2 separate regions of the Rattus norvegicus genome follow, and region 1 is linked to region 2. A link is a contact called in public Hi-C data. All regions are on one chromosome and are shown on one strand. Each heading gives the region's core, a stretch centred on a gene start, on an enhancer-like site or on the middle of the called end of the contact. The rest is flanking DNA. Distances are from core to core; before and after follow the strand shown. Region 1 has its middle 11 kb from the start of Rps18l5. Region 2 has its middle 83 kb from the start of Rps18l5.

What was found. A called contact is a pair of places that touch in the nucleus more often than the background predicts.
Region 1: a contact with region 2 is called in a Hi-C map of the A7r5 cell line, with 2.9 times the contacts expected there. The contact joins two enhancer-like sites. A contact is called at or near these places in 7 of 12 Hi-C or Micro-C datasets (the A7r5 cell line, Schwann cells, frontal cortex and 4 more).

What each region holds. Positions count from the first base shown.
Region 1 is chr5:118,099,437-118,103,467 of GRCr8, forward strand. No RefSeq gene overlaps it. Among named protein-coding and RNA genes, the nearest start is that of Rps18l5, 11 kb to the right of the region's middle. Within about 2 kb of position 2,340, at least 56 of the 93 cell types and tissues checked have an H3K27ac peak or open chromatin away from gene starts, as enhancers often do. A contact at or near this core is called in the A7r5 cell line, where this site is marked.
Region 2 is chr5:118,027,411-118,031,489 of GRCr8, forward strand. No RefSeq gene overlaps it. Among named protein-coding and RNA genes, the nearest start is that of Rps18l5, 83 kb to the right of the region's middle. Within about 2 kb of position 2,636, at least 36 of the 93 cell types and tissues checked have an H3K27ac peak or open chromatin away from gene starts, as enhancers often do. A contact at or near this core is called in the A7r5 cell line, where this site is marked.

The sequences.
Region 1 (4,031 bases), core at 1,090-3,589, 72 kb after region 2:
GGTTTCTAGCTTAAGCAAGTGAGTGAATCAAGTCTGCTGAATACAGCTTGTTTCTCCAACCCTTAAGCATACACTAGAGCACACACGGGTACCTGAAACTTTCTCAGTTCAGTCTTCAGAGGGTGTTGGTCCTGTGCTTGAGCTCATGCCGGGACATAAGAGTTTCCATCTATGTGCTCATCAAACCTTCATTACTAGAAGACTCTCCCTGAACTATGGAAAAGTCACATGTGAACATAACCTTGAAGATTTTCCTTTCCACTCTACAGACATATTTAGAGATGCCTGCCAATGGAACAAGAACCCAAGAAAAAACAAGGCGGCCCTTTGGGACCATTTAAGAACCAGGTGTGTTTCCTTATCATCACATAGAGTTGTCCGGGCATCTCTGATGTGATGGCTACGAGATCCTGGCCTGAGCAAAGAATATATTCTCTCAGGGAAGAAAGGGGGAGGGAGGGAGAAGGAGAGGAAGGGAAAGGAGAGGAGAGGGGAGAGGGAGAGGAAGAGAGAGGGAAAGGGAGAGAGAGATCAGCATAGCACATGATATGTCAAGCACTTTGTCACATTGAACTTATGACAGGATTATTGACTCCACAGGGGTACCCAAGCACAGATAGACTGGAGAGGGTGTGTTTGAAAGAAGTCTTAAAAGAGACCTAAAGTTTGCTAATCAAGAGAAGATGAGGAGAAATTCTAAGAGGGGGCAACAGCCCTGTGAAAGCAGAAGGGTGGCTGAGTGGAAGGTCCTGAATCCATGTTGGCAATGAAAATCTGACTTCTGCTTCTCCTATGGAACCTGTAAAACTCTAACCAGTGTGCAGTAGACACTTACCACCTGCCCTAGAAAATTCTAGTTTGGAGGCCCAAATACAGATAAACAGAGGGCCTCTAACTGCAACCGTGATCTCATGGGCTCTGTGTTTACCTCCTGTGTTTATCTCCTGGAGTTGGAAGAGCCTCTCTCTCAAAAGTCATTCTAGGTGGACACTTGACCACTCCTAGAACCCGGATCTTCTAGAGGGTCCAAGAAGATGTGCCAGTGGCTGTTCTTGTGGGCTGGAAAATGCAGACAAGAGAAGGACTGTAGAATTTAATCTCAGTCGGCAAGGCAAAGCAGTACCATTGCCCTGGTGTGACGGTGACCGCCATCAGAAAACAAAGAACGAAAGTGTGTGTGTGTGTGTGTGTGTGTGTGTGTGTGTGTGTGTGTGTGTGTGTGGTGTCCTTTAATTTTTAATAGCTATTCAGACAGTCCTTGGAGAGGGAATTGGCAGGTTCAGCGGGAGGCTACTCCCCCACCTGTCTCCAGGCACTGCAAACACAGCTGCAGAAGGAGACAGCCAAAGCTTCCAAGGAAAGAAATGGTGCGGAGAGCTGGGGTGGGAGGAGGACGCCTTTCACACAAGCCCACTGGGGACTGGGCCTGTCTAGCAACTGCAAAAACAAGCCAAGAGGACACAGTCGGCTCTCTATACAACTTCATGTTAAGTAAAATCCATTCAAAACCCAGCTCAACACCCGCTTCAAAATCATTGGTTTTTATTGGTTTTGTTCTTTTTTTTTTTTTTTTTTTTTTTTTTAATGTGAGAGCAAGGTAACCAGAGCTCTGGCAAGGCCATGGTCGGGTTTTGCTGCTTGAATCAAGATGAACCTTGAGGATTTACACGCTGTCCTAAGACTTGAAACCAAGTACACAAAACACAAACCTTCAAACCTTCCCGGTACAGTGCCTAGAAATGTCTTTATCTGTATTCCCCCAGGCTGAAAGTACACACACGGTTAGGTTAAAGTTCAACTCCCAAAGAAAAGGAGGAAGGGGGTGGGGGGGTGGAGAGAGGACAGAAACAGCGGAGTCTAAGAGACAGGGGGGAGGGGGAAGGATGGGGACTGGCGGGGGGTGCGGGGGGAGACAGAGAGAGACAGAGAATAGCAGCCCAGGCCAGATTTCAACTGTCCTGATGCAAATGTTAGCAATTCTACCGTGGCCAGGGGCTCGCCGCTCCCCCAAAGTAAGGCAGCAATTAGAAGGGGGGAAGAGGCCGTTTTAGAAGACGAAAACTAAAGCAAAGAGGTATTTTAGGTATCGTTTTAATCACAAAATAGCACGAATGTGGTCTGTGCCTGCGTGCTACACAAACGTCGATTTCAATACCACTGAACGCTAGTTTGAAAATTTCCATTTTTGTAATTTGCTTCCCTTTGTTAGGGCCAAGATTTGAGAGAAACCTGGCAGCGTCCCCAAGCCTGGCACGGGATCGCCTCAGACGCACTCGACTGCTCGGAAGGCGGAGCGGGAGGCACCGGACCCGGCGGTGGGCGGAGCCAGGCCAGTGGGGCCCGGCGCAGCGCCTTCCTCCAGGGCGTCTGGCGCCACCTACCGGCGACCAGGCAAGCGTCAGTGCGACCCCAAAGCAATCTGCCTTGAGATGCCCGGACCTGGTCCCAGGCACTAGCAACAACATTTCCAACAAAGGCCTGCACTCTGACCTAGGAATTGATCTAACTGCTTTACATAAACCCCACCTGAGGACAAAGGCAGTCCACGATCCCAGTATAGGCTCAGGGAAGAGTGTGTGCTCCGACAACTGTGGCATGATTGAACGGATGAATGAACGAGCCAACCAATCAAAGAATGAAACCAGCCTATCAAAGAACAGACACCTAATGAATTAAAAAAATGAAAAAAAAAATCTCAGTTACATTTACGTTTGTCAGACATTTTGTCGATGGCTAGTAAAGTCTACAGTAAGTCTGCACTGTACAGACTACTGCAGTACCCCCTCTCCAGTGTGCAGAGCAGTAAGTTACATCTGCCAAGTTCATCCCACAGCTTCCCTTTACAGGCGAGTAAAGACAGGTTTCTGAAAGTTAAATGCCTTTTCCTATGTCAGTTTGGTGGTCATAGACCTAGTTCAGACCTACATTTTACTGACCTGTTTGGTGTTTATTTTGTAAGGGAAGAGAGTCGTTTCCTCTTTCTGTAGGCTAGCCTGCCCTGACACATGTTCTTAGCTGACTGGTTAAAGGAGGTAACTGGCCCCACCAACTACCTGTGGTTGATCCCTGAGCTTCTGTCCCAGCTTTCTTCTCTGAGCCAAAGCAGCTGTTCATACAGCTGTTTGCTCCAAAAATCAAGCTAATGCCAACTGGCTTTAAAAAGTGAGTGTTTCTTAGAACCTAAAGTCTTTGAGCTTGTGTGTTTGTGAGCTTCAGGCAGGTGCATGTTCCTTGAATCAATACACGTTGATATCCAGTATTGATCCTATATAACCAATCTATTGCACTCCAAGGCGTGCAATAATGCAGCTACTGAGTTTCCCAGCAACAGCTATGTGTGAAGATAGTATCTATTGGCCGAAAGGGAACTCCCATTAGACGTTAACACCCACAAGTCTAATGTAAAGGGTCCGTCCAGCATGAGGCTGTGACTTCATTATGTCAGGGGACTATGATTCTGAGAATACTGGGATCTGAATCGCCAGATTCAGACCACAGCCCAGTGACCAAGTGGAAATCACATACTATGACCTCTGGAAGGATAGAAATGCATCCTAACTGTTGGTCGTGGTGGCGATAGTAGCCATGAATGAATATTAAGTACGTTCTACATTCCAGGCTCTGGGCTAACTACATGATGTATATAATCTGATTTGTCTTCACAAATGTGGGTCTCCATTTTTAATCCCATTTTCAGAATGAAATCATTGAAGCTCTGAGAGTTTGAGAGACTCACCTCTGTTACGGATCCCAGTGGTGGGGATCCTCCTGGAATCCTGACTCCGGCTCCTAACCTTTACATGATAGGATAAATCGCTCGCCCTGCACGGCCTCCATTCACTTCCCTATCTCCCGTGCAAAGCTTCACAGTGGGTCTCGTGTTTCTATTGCCAGTTAGTGAAGGCATAACGTGAATTGTTCCTTTTTCATAAGAGCCCTCTGAGGTCCACCCAGGTTCACACCTCCAGGGTCTCGTGGAGGGACTCAGTGGAAGTGATTCCCAACTGGAGGTCAATCTGACATCCCAGAGA
Region 2 (4,079 bases), core at 1,386-3,885:
ACACACACACACACACACACGAGCTAACTTTGAAGGGAAAAAACGTATGAGCTAGCTAACATATCACACTGATTGTCAGGAGCCTAAGACCTAACTCATATAAGGTCTTCAAAGACAACATTCTTTTCCTAAGGAAGAAAGCAGGCTTATAAATAGGCCACCACATACTCCAATTCCATGAAACACTGACCAACTGGGCCATGTACCCAGCAGGAGGGTGGGGATGACACAAGGAAACATGGCCACCAGAGAGCCACTTTGCTGTCTTTTGGTGAATAACAAAGTCAGAAGCTTCCCATTCAAAGAGAAACTGTATGTCAAGCTAAGCTTTTCTGGAGATTCTTTTTCTCCCCAAATGAAATTACTTTTCAAGACATTAGGGTAGCTAGTACTTTTTGAATAGAACACCAAGAGCACACGAACTAGCCCTAAGAATCGCTACACCGAATTTAAAAGTCTCCTTTCGGCAAAGGGCGCTATCGGTGGAGCACAGAGAGCCCACAGGACAGAACATCTTTACCAGCCGTACTTCAGACATGGAGCTGACATACAGGGCTGCAGAACTTAAATACTGAGGAAATAAAAGTGCCGATCAACAACTGGGCTAATGGACTGAGTCCACAGTTTTCTAAAAAAGGCACAAATGACTACCAGCTCCTTTTTAAAAGTCACCAGAGAAATGCAAATTAAAAGTACTTTGAGGAACCACCTCAACCCAGTCAAGAGACTACCATCAAGTCTGACTACAAATGTTGACAAGGACGTAAGGAAAGGGAAACCCTTATTCATTGCTGGTGTGGTGCAAATTAATATAGCCACTATGGAAATCAATATAGAGAATCCTCAAAAAAAAATAAAAATATAACACCATATGATCCATTATCCCACTCCTGGGCATAGATCCAGGGAACTCTATACCCTGCCATTGAGATGTTGGCATATCTGTTTATTGCTGCTTTATTCATGATAGCAAGGAATGGGAACAAGCTAGATATCCATCAACAGATGAATAGTTAATAAAAACCCGGCCAAGCCTAGAATAAAATTATTCATCTCTAAAGAAATTGAAATTTGCAGGGACATGGATGGACTTAGAATGCATAATATTAAACAAGGTCACCTGACCTAGAAAGGAAAAAAAGTTCTCTCTCATAGGTAGATCCTAACCTATAACATATACATACATGTATGTAAACAAACATACGTGTAGTACAGGATAACATATAGGAAGGAGACCTTCCAAGGCTGATAGAAGATGAGGAGGAAGCAGGAGTCCTTCAAAAGGATGGAAACTGTTTGCTTGTTTGCTTGTTTGTTTTTAGTTTTAATTCTACTCTGGTTCTCTCCCTCACTCTCCCACCTCTCCATAGCTTCAAAAAAAAACTTTGACAATGAAATGTCTAATTGTATAACCCTAAGCAAAAGCCCCATTTCCAAATGGCCATGCTAACTATATTAAAGTTCTTTGAGGCATCCAGAATTTGGATTGGGCAAGTGTGTTCTTGAGTGTCAACCTTGTTTTTGTGTGTCCACTAAAAGAGATTTTATTTAGAAAGGAGGACGAGATTGCAGTTGGTGCCCTACCACCTAGACAGCTAAGGAGAGTGAAGAGAGTCCATTTTACCACCCATGCTGCCTTGTGTCTTAGGCAACCTCCAGACCAAGGAATAATAATTGTGAGAGCATTTCCATCTTCGCTGAACTCTCTTGTATCAAAGGGGATCCCCACTGCTCGGCCAACACCTTCCAGTTGCCTTTCACTCCACCTGAGTCCTAAAGCTCACTCACACTATGGCTCCCTCCTCCTGCTTGCCCTCCTCAGATGTCTGTGGTCTCCCAAACCCTTCACACATAAGCACAACTTTTCCCCCCAGCTGCTGCTCCTCCCACCTGACTTTATTCCTCCTGTGGCTGGTAACTCTCTCTTCCCTCCTGAAGTAAATCTCTTTCACCTTTCTGGCCCCTGTTCCAATCACCACCACTGTATTTTTATATTTGTGGCAGAAGTTTAATAGGTGGGGATGCAGGGGACTTCTTTGCAGCCGCCAGAATGCCCCAGAGAAAGATTTGTTTCCTTGTGGTCTAAGCAGCAACTGCTTCTAGGCCTGGTGGCCAAGTTTCTTTCTGATAGCTCCCACATTTTAGAGCACCTCTCACTCTAAAAGCCTAAAACCGGCATCATCAAAGTTTTGTAGAACTCCATCTTCTCTAATTTCCAATTTGTCCATAGCAAAACTAACCCTGTATCCTGCAAGGTGTCCAGCTACAAGAACACTGTTTGTTTTTTTTAATGCCATCTTCCCCTTGGTATTTCCCATAGGGCAAGGGCCCTGGTCCAGAAAATGGAATGGATTCACATGTTATTATACTTAATATTTATTAAAATAAATTTGAACATGCATAAATTTCCTAAAGCATTTTTAGTCCTGGAACCATGAGGCAAGTCATGAAACCTATAGCGTACACAGCCGCCATGCAAGGGGGTCACCAGAAAGCCCTTCTCGCAGAACGTTTGCCAAGAATATTGGGGAGAAAAAGGCCTTCGTTTTTTCCTTTACTTCGACTCAGACTCAACCCAGAGCCCATTCTGGCATCTGAAGAGTTAATCTGCTGCCATCTAGTGGCTCTCGGCCAATGTGCAGCACACTCAACTCTCAGGAGACTGATGTGGTTGACTCGATTGGAGGTGGGGTTCCTAGATGTAGGGGCGGGTCTCGTCCGTCCGTCTCAGAGGATACTGATGGAGCCTTTTTTGAAAATCAATCTGTCTCTGTGTGTCTCTCTGTGTCTCTGTGTGTGTGTCTGTGTCCGTGTGTGTGTGTGTGTGTGTGTGTGTGTGTGTCTGTCTGTCTGTCTGTCTGTCTCTGTCTCTGTCTCTGTCTCTCTCTGTCTCTCTCCCACCCCACCCCGTCTCTTCCCCCTCTCTGTCTCTCCACCCACCCACCCACCCCACCCCCCTTCTCTGAGGCAAATAGGGCCTGTTTCCTGCCGACCTGAAGCAGCGCAGTGATGCAGGCTGGGATCTCTTGCAAGTTTTCCGCTGTGGGGTGCCGCAACAGCTGTGACCCTTTCTTGATTTTGATGTAGACTTCAAGGGCGCCGTCCCCAGCAGGGGAACATTTTTACCTCAGGAGCCTATTCACTTTGGTAGCCTTGGCAGGGAAAGTTCCAGAAGCTTTGATTACACAAATACCTCTGCTAGGTACAGGCTCGGTCTTGGCAACCTGGGGAGAGAGAATGTGCACGTAGGCTGATTAAACCAAACGACCTGTTTCCTTTGCCGGGGCTGGGGGCTGGGGGTCTTCAGCTTGGAAATGATGTTTTTCCTTAGCTGCGTTGCCTGGAGACTTGGAGGGTTTAATTAGGGCTGGGGAGGGTTTTTGGCTTCTGCAGCTGCCTTCTCTCCCCCAGGGTTGCAGAATGAGAATGTGTGTGTGTGTGTGTGTGTGTGTGTGTGTGTGTGTGTGTGTGTGTGTGTGTGTGTGTGTGTGTGTGTGATGTGCGAAACAGGGAGGGGGAGAGTGGGAAGGAGAGAGAGAGAGAGAGAGAGAGAGAGAGAGAGAGAGAGAGAGATTGGGAAGTGAAGTGAATTCAGTACTGAAAAGCATGTGTTTCCTTTGGGTTCTGTTGATTTCACTTAGTAACTTAACCTTCCAAACCACACTGAGACTCGGTGGATTCTGTGTCACACTCTGGAATCAGGACAGCCACTGGACGTTGTAACTTTCTTCCTTCCATCTAGGGCTGCACTTTGGAACTTGTCTAAACATTCCCAAGCAGGAACAGTGCCCTGGGTCAGTGTCTCTCTGACTGTGAGTTCCAAGGAAGAAGCAGGGAAGCCTAGGTTGGGAGAAAGCAGCCAATTATATAAAACCACAGTTTTCATCCTTCGTGATACAGTGTGCTGTGTTACTCCTCAGCAGAATTTTCTCACTTGCTTTTCTGTAGCATGTATATGGTTACAGTACTTATTTTTCAATAGTGTTCCGGTTATAAAAGGATTAAATACTTAAGTATAACCTCTCATGCCCAAAGCCAGACTTTCTAGCAGTGGTCAGGGAAGATTTGGCTGCTCTATC